Regions from separate parts of the Mus musculus genome. Here region 2 is linked to region 1. Evidence: chromatin contacts called from public promoter capture Hi-C data. All regions are on one chromosome and are shown on one strand. The core of a region is the stretch at or near the end of the contact, and the rest is flanking DNA. Distances in the headings are between cores, read along the strand shown.

Region 1 (3,923 bases), core at 830-3,329:
GGCAGCCTTCTGATGAAGATGTAGAACTTTCAGCTCCTCCTGCACCATTTCTGCCTGGATGCTGCCATGTTCCTGCCTGGATGATAATGGACCGAACCTCTGAACCTGTAAGCCAGCCCCAATTAAATGTTGTCCTTATAAGAGTTGCCTTGGTCACTAACTAAGGCAACATCCTTATACACACACACACACACACACACACACACACACACACACACACACACACACACACACACATAATTAAATAACCAAATTGTAATAAGTTAAAAACCAAGAGCTAGAAGTATTTATATAAACAATCAATAAAAATTATTTACTCTGGACAACATAAACCCAGAGAGGGTTATTTAGTAATATTTCTTAAAATACATATGTTCTTCACCAGTGCACACTTTAATAAACACTAGTTTTCTATCTTTAAGAATGAATCTATACTGGTAACATTTGAAGAAACAGAATATACAAAGCATGCTAGATTATGAATCTTTTGCACTTTGGGGGGGTCAATCAGAAAAAAAATCAATATTTTAAAATCCCTCTCCCTCAGTTGCAACACACTACATGTATTTTGGCCTCCTAGAGGGAAGGTCAAATGAGCATCTCCCAAGGACCTGGGGTTTGTTAACAGAAGGGCTGCTATCTCTGACTTCATTTCCCACAGTTAATAATCCACCGACTGTAAGTCCAAAGTCCAGGACTCACTTCCCAGAGTAGTGAGTCACCAAAAACTTTGGCCTTTCCATCTCTCCCTGTTGACTCATTCATTCTTCCTCCAATGACAGAGAGAGAATATTTCACTCCGTGTTATCCGTCAGCTTCCAGTGTATTTAGTTCAGTGTACATGAACTCCCCTCTTTATCATATTTAGTTCATAATCTAAAATGGACTCAGTCATGCAACCAGCTAAAAGATCTTGGAGTAATTCAGTGAACATTTCAGATAGTTGCCGAGTGAAAACAGATCACATTTACCTGCTAGGGACTCTCCCTCATTTTCATTACTAATTACAGTGTATATCTACATCTCTGGTCATCTCTTGCCATCTAATACTTTAGTAAAGGTATACTCATATTTTATCTTTAGGTTTTCTATTACATTTGTGCGTGCGTGTGGTGTAGGTATGTGGTTTAGACACAGCACACACACGGTACTCACAGACAGTCTGCCAGAATCAGCTCTCTCGATATGTAATATGGCTCCTGGCGATGGAACTCAGGTTATCAGGCTTGGCAGCAAGTGCCATCTCTCCAGCCCAAATGAATTGTATTCTAAACATTATAGCTTTTGTATTTTATCATTTTAGAGGAATAAAAAAAGTCCTTTGATCCCCCCACTCCCCTTTGTGGCACTGAGGATCAAACCCACAGTCCTGTGCATGCCAGCCAGTGTTCTACCACTGAGCTACATCCCCAGCCCTGGATATTGCTCTTAGATCTTTCAGTGTATTATTCTAGTTATATATATATATTTCTAAATAATAATTCTACAAAGCTCTCCAGTCCATCTGCAATTTCAGTGCCTGGTAATCGCTCAATTCAGAGAGCTTCTGCCTAAATCTCTAGAGTCTAAACTGAAGAGGCCAGAGAGGGCAAGCAGTGGGTGAACTAGCACCACATCAGGAGGCAAAGTTCTCCTAGAATATGAGAATTTAATAAATTACTTCTCCACTAACAAAGAGTCTAACTCTCAATTTACCCACAAAGTAAAAAAATACAACAAAGTCAATGACACACTGAACACACTCACCCTAGCACACCTAGCTCGGCCTCACCTACCTTAACCATGTTTATAACACGGGCCATATTTACCTGCTGAAAGTCTCCAGTAGAGACGCTAATAATGACAGTTGGGATGAGCATGAAGCAGGCATTATAGAAAAGCACTCCATATTTCCCCAGCTCCTGTGAAAATAAGAAGATTGCATTCAACTCTAGAGCTCTAAGGTATCGTGTCTTCTGGGCTGATTTGTCTATTTATGCACAATTAGAATGTTTAAAAGGCTGGCAATGTACTGTAAGACTTTTGGCCCATGTCTGTTGTAAAATGGACCATTGCACTGTGTTGTAACTTTGGAATAAATATTTGTTCAACACCAACAAGCACATGTACAATGGATGAAAACAGAAGGCTTGAGGCCCTACCCATCTCTAACACTCCACTATTAAGCACGTTATTCAAAGTAGCAAATCTGAAATGAGATAATGGAAATTTAAAATGTTAACTAATTCTTTTAAAACATCTGCTCCATCCGTTAAAGAATAGGAACCTATCATGTTTGCTTTTACTAAAGTGACCACCCACTTCTCCTTTAAAAAAGGGGGGGGTGACATATTGTATTTTCAGGAAGGCAATGGACCTGTTTTTGTAAAACTGTCACCATTCAAAGAAACAAATGGGCATACAGATTTTAAAAATAGCTCACAGAAAAGCACCCATCAGTCAATGAGAGCTCCCTCACAAAGCACAAAGAGCCCAGAACAAAAACCCATATGCTGGCTCACCCCAGACAGCTTCCGGTCACAGCTGGGGCTGGGTGAGGTCTGGGGCAGCACGACAGGCAGCCCCGACAGCTTGCGATCTGAAGAGGTGGTTCGTACTGGAGGACATGACAAATGACCGCCAGACACCTCACTTCATGAGGAAACACATTTGGAGAAATGAAAGTCTAAAGGCGTAATGGCCTGTGAGTTTCCGAAGCTCACAGCTGGAAATCTACAGGCACTGTCCCACCTCCTTCTGAATCTGTCACGGTCATTAATGATGCTGCTTTAAAACAATGGATTTGCTTTTCAAAATGTATATAAATATACATATGTACATACACATATATTCACAAATACATATGCACATATATATTCATGTACATTTTGAAAAGCAAACACACACACACATATATATACATACTGATTGAACATCTAAAATAGTGACATTTTTTCTTGCAATAGCAAGAATAACAAGGTCTCATGCAAATAAGATAATTAAGAAGAAATCAGTAGTTTCTAGATCACAGGACGTGCATCGAGTTACACGCCAACTGAACACGCTCACTGTCCTTTTTCATGTCATTCCAGGAGCCAGATGGCACGGGGGTAAAGCTGCAGGAGGGAAGGTCCGGTACCTTCGGGTCCATTTTCTGTTTGGTATAAACTCCATTTGCCGCGGTGAAGATATCATTCAAGAATACAAAAATGTAGCCTTCCAAGTTGAATGTGAGGTCAGAGCTGGCAGGGAGAACAGGAAGAGGAGAGTTATAAAGACATTCTCAAGCTGACCTCGGAACTTGCTTGTGGTCTGGTCAGATCTGTGTGCAGTGCTAGTATCATCTTTTCTTAGGCAAATTATTCTCCCACTAGCAGTAACTCCTCCAGTTCCTCCCAGATAAGAACAAGACAGCTGATCAGGCGATCTCCGTTTAATTACACTTAGCTTAAGACCTGGGGACCTGAACTGCCTAGCTTTAACTGCAAACCCTTTGTTTGCTAACTGATAGGTTGGCACTATCATTAGTGAGCCCTGGCTGTCCTGAGGGCACCGTTTGACCACCCACCAGGCGCCCTGTTTATTATAAGCAGGGCCACCCCCAGGGGACAGCCTGGGAGTGACACCTCCATCTGGTGCCCAGACAGTTCCCTGTCTGTCAAAGGGTGAAGCATGCCCTATGTGCCTATACAAGCCTTCCAAGCTTCCTTCCTTCCAGGACTCTGAGCACCTCAGCAATTTCCCTCCTAAATTAGTAGCACTAACATAAAAATGTCGAAGGGACATGACATTTGGATGAGGCAGACAACTATGTCCCGAGATGTGATTCGCCCACCCACACTTCCTGCTTACCCCATAATCTAAGTTGTCAGAAGACAAACCTTTCATACACCCTCTTGGGATGAATACCTGGAGCTTGTGAATTTAGTTAGCTAGCTAACTAG
Region 2 (3,923 bases), core at 365-2,864, 98 kb after region 1:
TTAGGCTCGAGGCCACCAGCTGATGGAACTCACTACAAGGCAAAGCTCACCTACCAGCTCACAGCAGGGCCAGTCACCACAGAGCAGTGAACTGTTACCCACAAATTAAGCCTCTTGGGAAGAGTCTCACACCAAGAGCGAGTGGCTATGAAGACCACACTGTTACCTACCTCAGTCACAGAAAGCTTTTAATTCAAGTCAGTAGGCAGGCTAAACGGAACACCCTGTTTTGGTCTGGAAACGTAGTGGTGACATAAGCTACAGGACTAATCTAACGCTCTTGCAGAGGACTCTGAGGAGCTCGCCAGTAGAAGTAACATTTAAAGCAACATTTAAGCTGGGCCTGAAGACAAATATTATTAGCAGCAACTCCACCTACCCATTCAGAACATCTTGGCCACTTAGAATAGTTTGGGAAGAACTAACTATAAAAGGTATCATTGTTCTTCAATAGATAGAGGGGGCAAAAAAAAAAAGTGAAATGTGAGATTATAAACTCATCTAAGATATACAAGGAAACACCACTGTAAATAAGTATTTATTCAGCAAGTTTTCTTTAGTGGACTCTTGATTCCTTTTTAAATCTTTCTTAGCTACATGAAACTCTCAACAGAACCTCAAAGGGCAAGGGTTGGCTGTGACAGATTTTCACTTGGAGGAGATCCTAGAAGGGAATTCTGAATGCTTTGGCAATCTCTAAGTCCAAGCTGGTACAAGAAAAGTAAATTTTTGGAATGAAATGATGAAGAAGGGTCTCAGAAAACAGATAGAGGATGGTGGTGGTGTGGCACATGTCTCCCTCTGTGTTCCTGGGCTGTGATGTTACACACAGAGGTTTTCTGCTGCTTTCTGCTGACAAGTGTCTCCCTTGAGAGAATGACATGTCAGGAGATTACACTTGTGTACAGAATCTAACAAAGATGGTCTGCCTATTTTGGGGAAGAGAAGGAAGAGTCCAGAGACTATAGAAACACAAGCAAGGGAGACAGCCAGCTACCCCTCTCCTTTTCTCACTTAACACAAAGAAGATGTGATGAAAGAATGGACAGTTCTATAGACTCAAGACAGGTGACCTGAAGAGATTGGGCCACCATCCTCACTAGCCTCTAAGGCAACAAAGCCCAATCTTTGCTAAAAGCAGAAATGGTGAGAGACACACTTGACTGAAGACACATTCCAGGCATTGAACACGAGAGGTGAATACAGCCCCCTGGTGGACACGAAACCAGGCTGGTTGGCTCAACTACCTGGTTTTTTGACAGGTGAGAAAACTATTCCAATGTCCACATTTATGAATAGCTAGTACAACTTTTCAAAACTAGGTGTTATTTTTAACATCCTTGACTCAGAAGGCTCCTTGAGGCCCTCCCCTGCTGGTACCATCCCATTCATTGAAGAGATTCGGAAAGAGAGCCCTGGAAAACAAGCAAAACAACAAAGCTAGGAGAGCCAGAAGGAGAAACACATACACCATAGGAACCACACAGGACACAGGGGGGTGGGGGGGAGGGTAGGAGAGAAACGGAACAGGAAACTTACACAGCAAACTATCTGTCAAAGGGTCCAGATGGCTACTGTGTTCTGAAGCCATCAAGACAGAACAGCAGGGTGGGAAGAATGTAGTCACACACAATCCACCAGATGGCAACACTACACAGTGCAGAGGTCAGCACAGCTAGGGGACATCTGGAGAGGGTGGAAGGGAAAGAACAGATGTTCACATTGGGAAGCCAAAATAAATCATATAATAAAATACATAGAGCCACCTGTGGATTTAAGACACCCTAAAAGGCCCAGAGCAGCGACTGTGATGGCAAAGGGGCAGGAAACAAGGGTGGTGGTGGTCCAGCTTCTGTTGAGACAAAAACGCTGACTTTAGTTTAAACAGGTTCAACACACAGGAACAAATGGTTAGACTCCATCTCCCATCATACTGACTGACAGTACTCCAGCTGGCCATCCTTAGATATGCAAAACACTACACCTGAACACAAGTAGAAACGGACACAGAAACAACCCACAGACAGTCTAATATGATCAGGGGAGGGGTGACTGCGACCAGGGAACGCCTCTGAACAAAAACAGAACACTCCTCAGTCAGTTGGGAGGTCCAGTGAACGGCACAATTGGCAATGTGGATTACAGAAGTGCACCTGACCAAGAGCCATCAATTTCGCTACTGTGGCCTTGTATGTTTCTGAGATGGTACTCATGGCCTCAGGCATTTAAATACTTAGTCCTCAAGTAGTTGAGACAGCTGGGGTAGGTGTAGGATGTGTGGTATCGACGGGGATGGGGTGGGGAGATTGGGGGTGGGGAGGTGAGGGGCAGACATATCATTGGGCGTGGACCTTGAGGTTTCAAGGTGGCTTGCCATTCCCAGTTAGCTCTCGGTGCTTCCTGCCTGCAGTTCAAAATTTAAGTTTTCATTTCCGGCTCCAGCTGCCATGCTTACCACACGTATACTGTTGCTTCCCTGTACTGGGGACTCCAAAGCCCTGAAACCTTAAGCCCAAATAAACATTTCCTTCTATTAAGTTGCCCTGGTTATGGTGTTTCATCATAGCAACAGAAAAAGTAACTAGTGCACACTAGAGTTTGGTATGTTTTCCCTTCTCTTCCTTCTGTCTTCAGGTCTCCCACTTCTCAGGCTGGCCTTGACCTTTCTATGTAGTTTACAGTGCCCTTAAACCTCTGATCTTCCTACCACCACCTTCCAAGTGCTGTGCCACATACCCAGTTTTGGCCTCGTGTTTCCTGTGTGTGTGCTTGTGCTGTATGTCGTCACATGTGTGAACACACATATATGTGCAGGTCCCACTAAGCTCTCCCCAAACCATCTAGCTGTTCTCATTCAGCCATTTCTGAGAGCATCAGACTTCTAGTCCAAAGAGCCTTGCACAATCTGCTGAATGGTAGGACATCTGAAGCCACCTGCAAGTTCCGGGGGTCTTTAAATTTTAATCTTCTTGTGCTTTTCTGTCACCATATACCCTCAGGCTATGAACTCCATAATCTCAGTTTATCTAACAAAAGAGATCACTAAATGATTTGAGTTCCAAAAAACACTTTTCTGAACAGAGTGGAGAGTAAAATTTCCTGAAAGTTCTATTTAATATGAACTTTTGCAAAAAGATTTTGTGTGTGTGTGTGAGAGAGAAAGAGAGAGAGAGAGAGAGAGGGAGAGGGGGAAGGGGAGGGGGAGGGGGAAGGGGAGAGAGAGAGAGAAAGAGGGAGGGAGAGAGAGAGAGAGAGAGAGAGAGAGAGAGAGAACGCAGAAATTTCCTGGAGCTGGAGCTACAGCTGATTGTATTGTACCTGATCTAGGTGGTGGAAGCCAAACTTGGGGCCTCTGTATGGACAGCACTTTCAACTGCCGGGCATTTTTACAGCAGCTAACAAAAGCTTTTTAATGATTTAATTAATTTATGTACATTGGAGTTTTGCCTGCATGTAAATCCATGTGATCATGACAGATCCCCTGGAAGTGGAGTTACAGAGGGTTGTGAGCTGCCATGTGGGTGCTGGGAATTGAACCCGGTCCTCTTATCCAGTCCAATAAGAACTTTTTAAAAAAATAACTTTAGTTTGGTAGATTTTTTTTAAATTTATGAATTTTATGTTCATGAGTGCTTTGTCTTCATAAACACCAGAGTAGGGCATCAGATTCCATTACAGATGGTTGTGAGCCACCCTGTGGTTGCTGGGAATTGAACTTAAGACCTCTGGAAGAACAACTAATGCTCTTAATCACTGAACCATTTCTCCAGCTCCCCAACAAGAACTTTTGACCAGAAAGAATTTGTCTCCCCTCTCACTCCTAACCTGGCTCATGAATGTAGGGCAAAACAACCTACTAAGAAGTAAACTGGTAGCCGGGCATGGTGGCGCACGCCTTTAATCCCAGCACTCGGGAGGCAGAG

Evidence for each region. Capture Hi-C pulls out chosen DNA fragments and counts their contacts.
Region 2: a contact with region 1 is called in a promoter capture Hi-C map of pancreatic islet. The contact joins two enhancer-like sites. A contact is called at or near these places in 1 of 39 promoter capture datasets (hematopoietic stem and progenitor cells), 5 of 484 Hi-C or Micro-C datasets (the HL-1 cell line, Sertoli cells, cerebral cortex and 2 more) and 3 of 9 other capture datasets (adipose tissue, liver and pancreatic islet).

The regions. Positions count from the first base shown.
Region 1 is chr13:64,105,207-64,109,129 of GRCm38.p6, forward strand. Slc35d2 (solute carrier family 35, member D2) reads right to left here. Exons shown (of 12, transcript NM_001001321.3): 7 at 3,119-3,221; 8 at 1,809-1,901. Among named protein-coding and RNA genes, the nearest start is that of Hsd17b3, 18 kb to the left of the region's middle. Within about 2 kb of position 2,080, at least 29 of the 459 cell types and tissues checked have an H3K27ac peak or open chromatin away from gene starts, as enhancers often do. A contact at or near this core is called in pancreatic islet, where this site is marked.
Region 2 is chr13:64,203,732-64,207,654 of GRCm38.p6, forward strand. It overlaps Cdc14b (CDC14 cell division cycle 14B), which reads right to left. Exons shown (of 14, transcript NM_172587.3): 13 at 1,540-1,686. The coding sequence ends at 1,572. Among named protein-coding and RNA genes, the nearest start is that of 1810034E14Rik, 43 kb to the right of the region's middle. Within about 2 kb of position 1,615, at least 15 of the 459 cell types and tissues checked have an H3K27ac peak or open chromatin away from gene starts, as enhancers often do. A contact at or near this core is called in pancreatic islet, where this site is marked.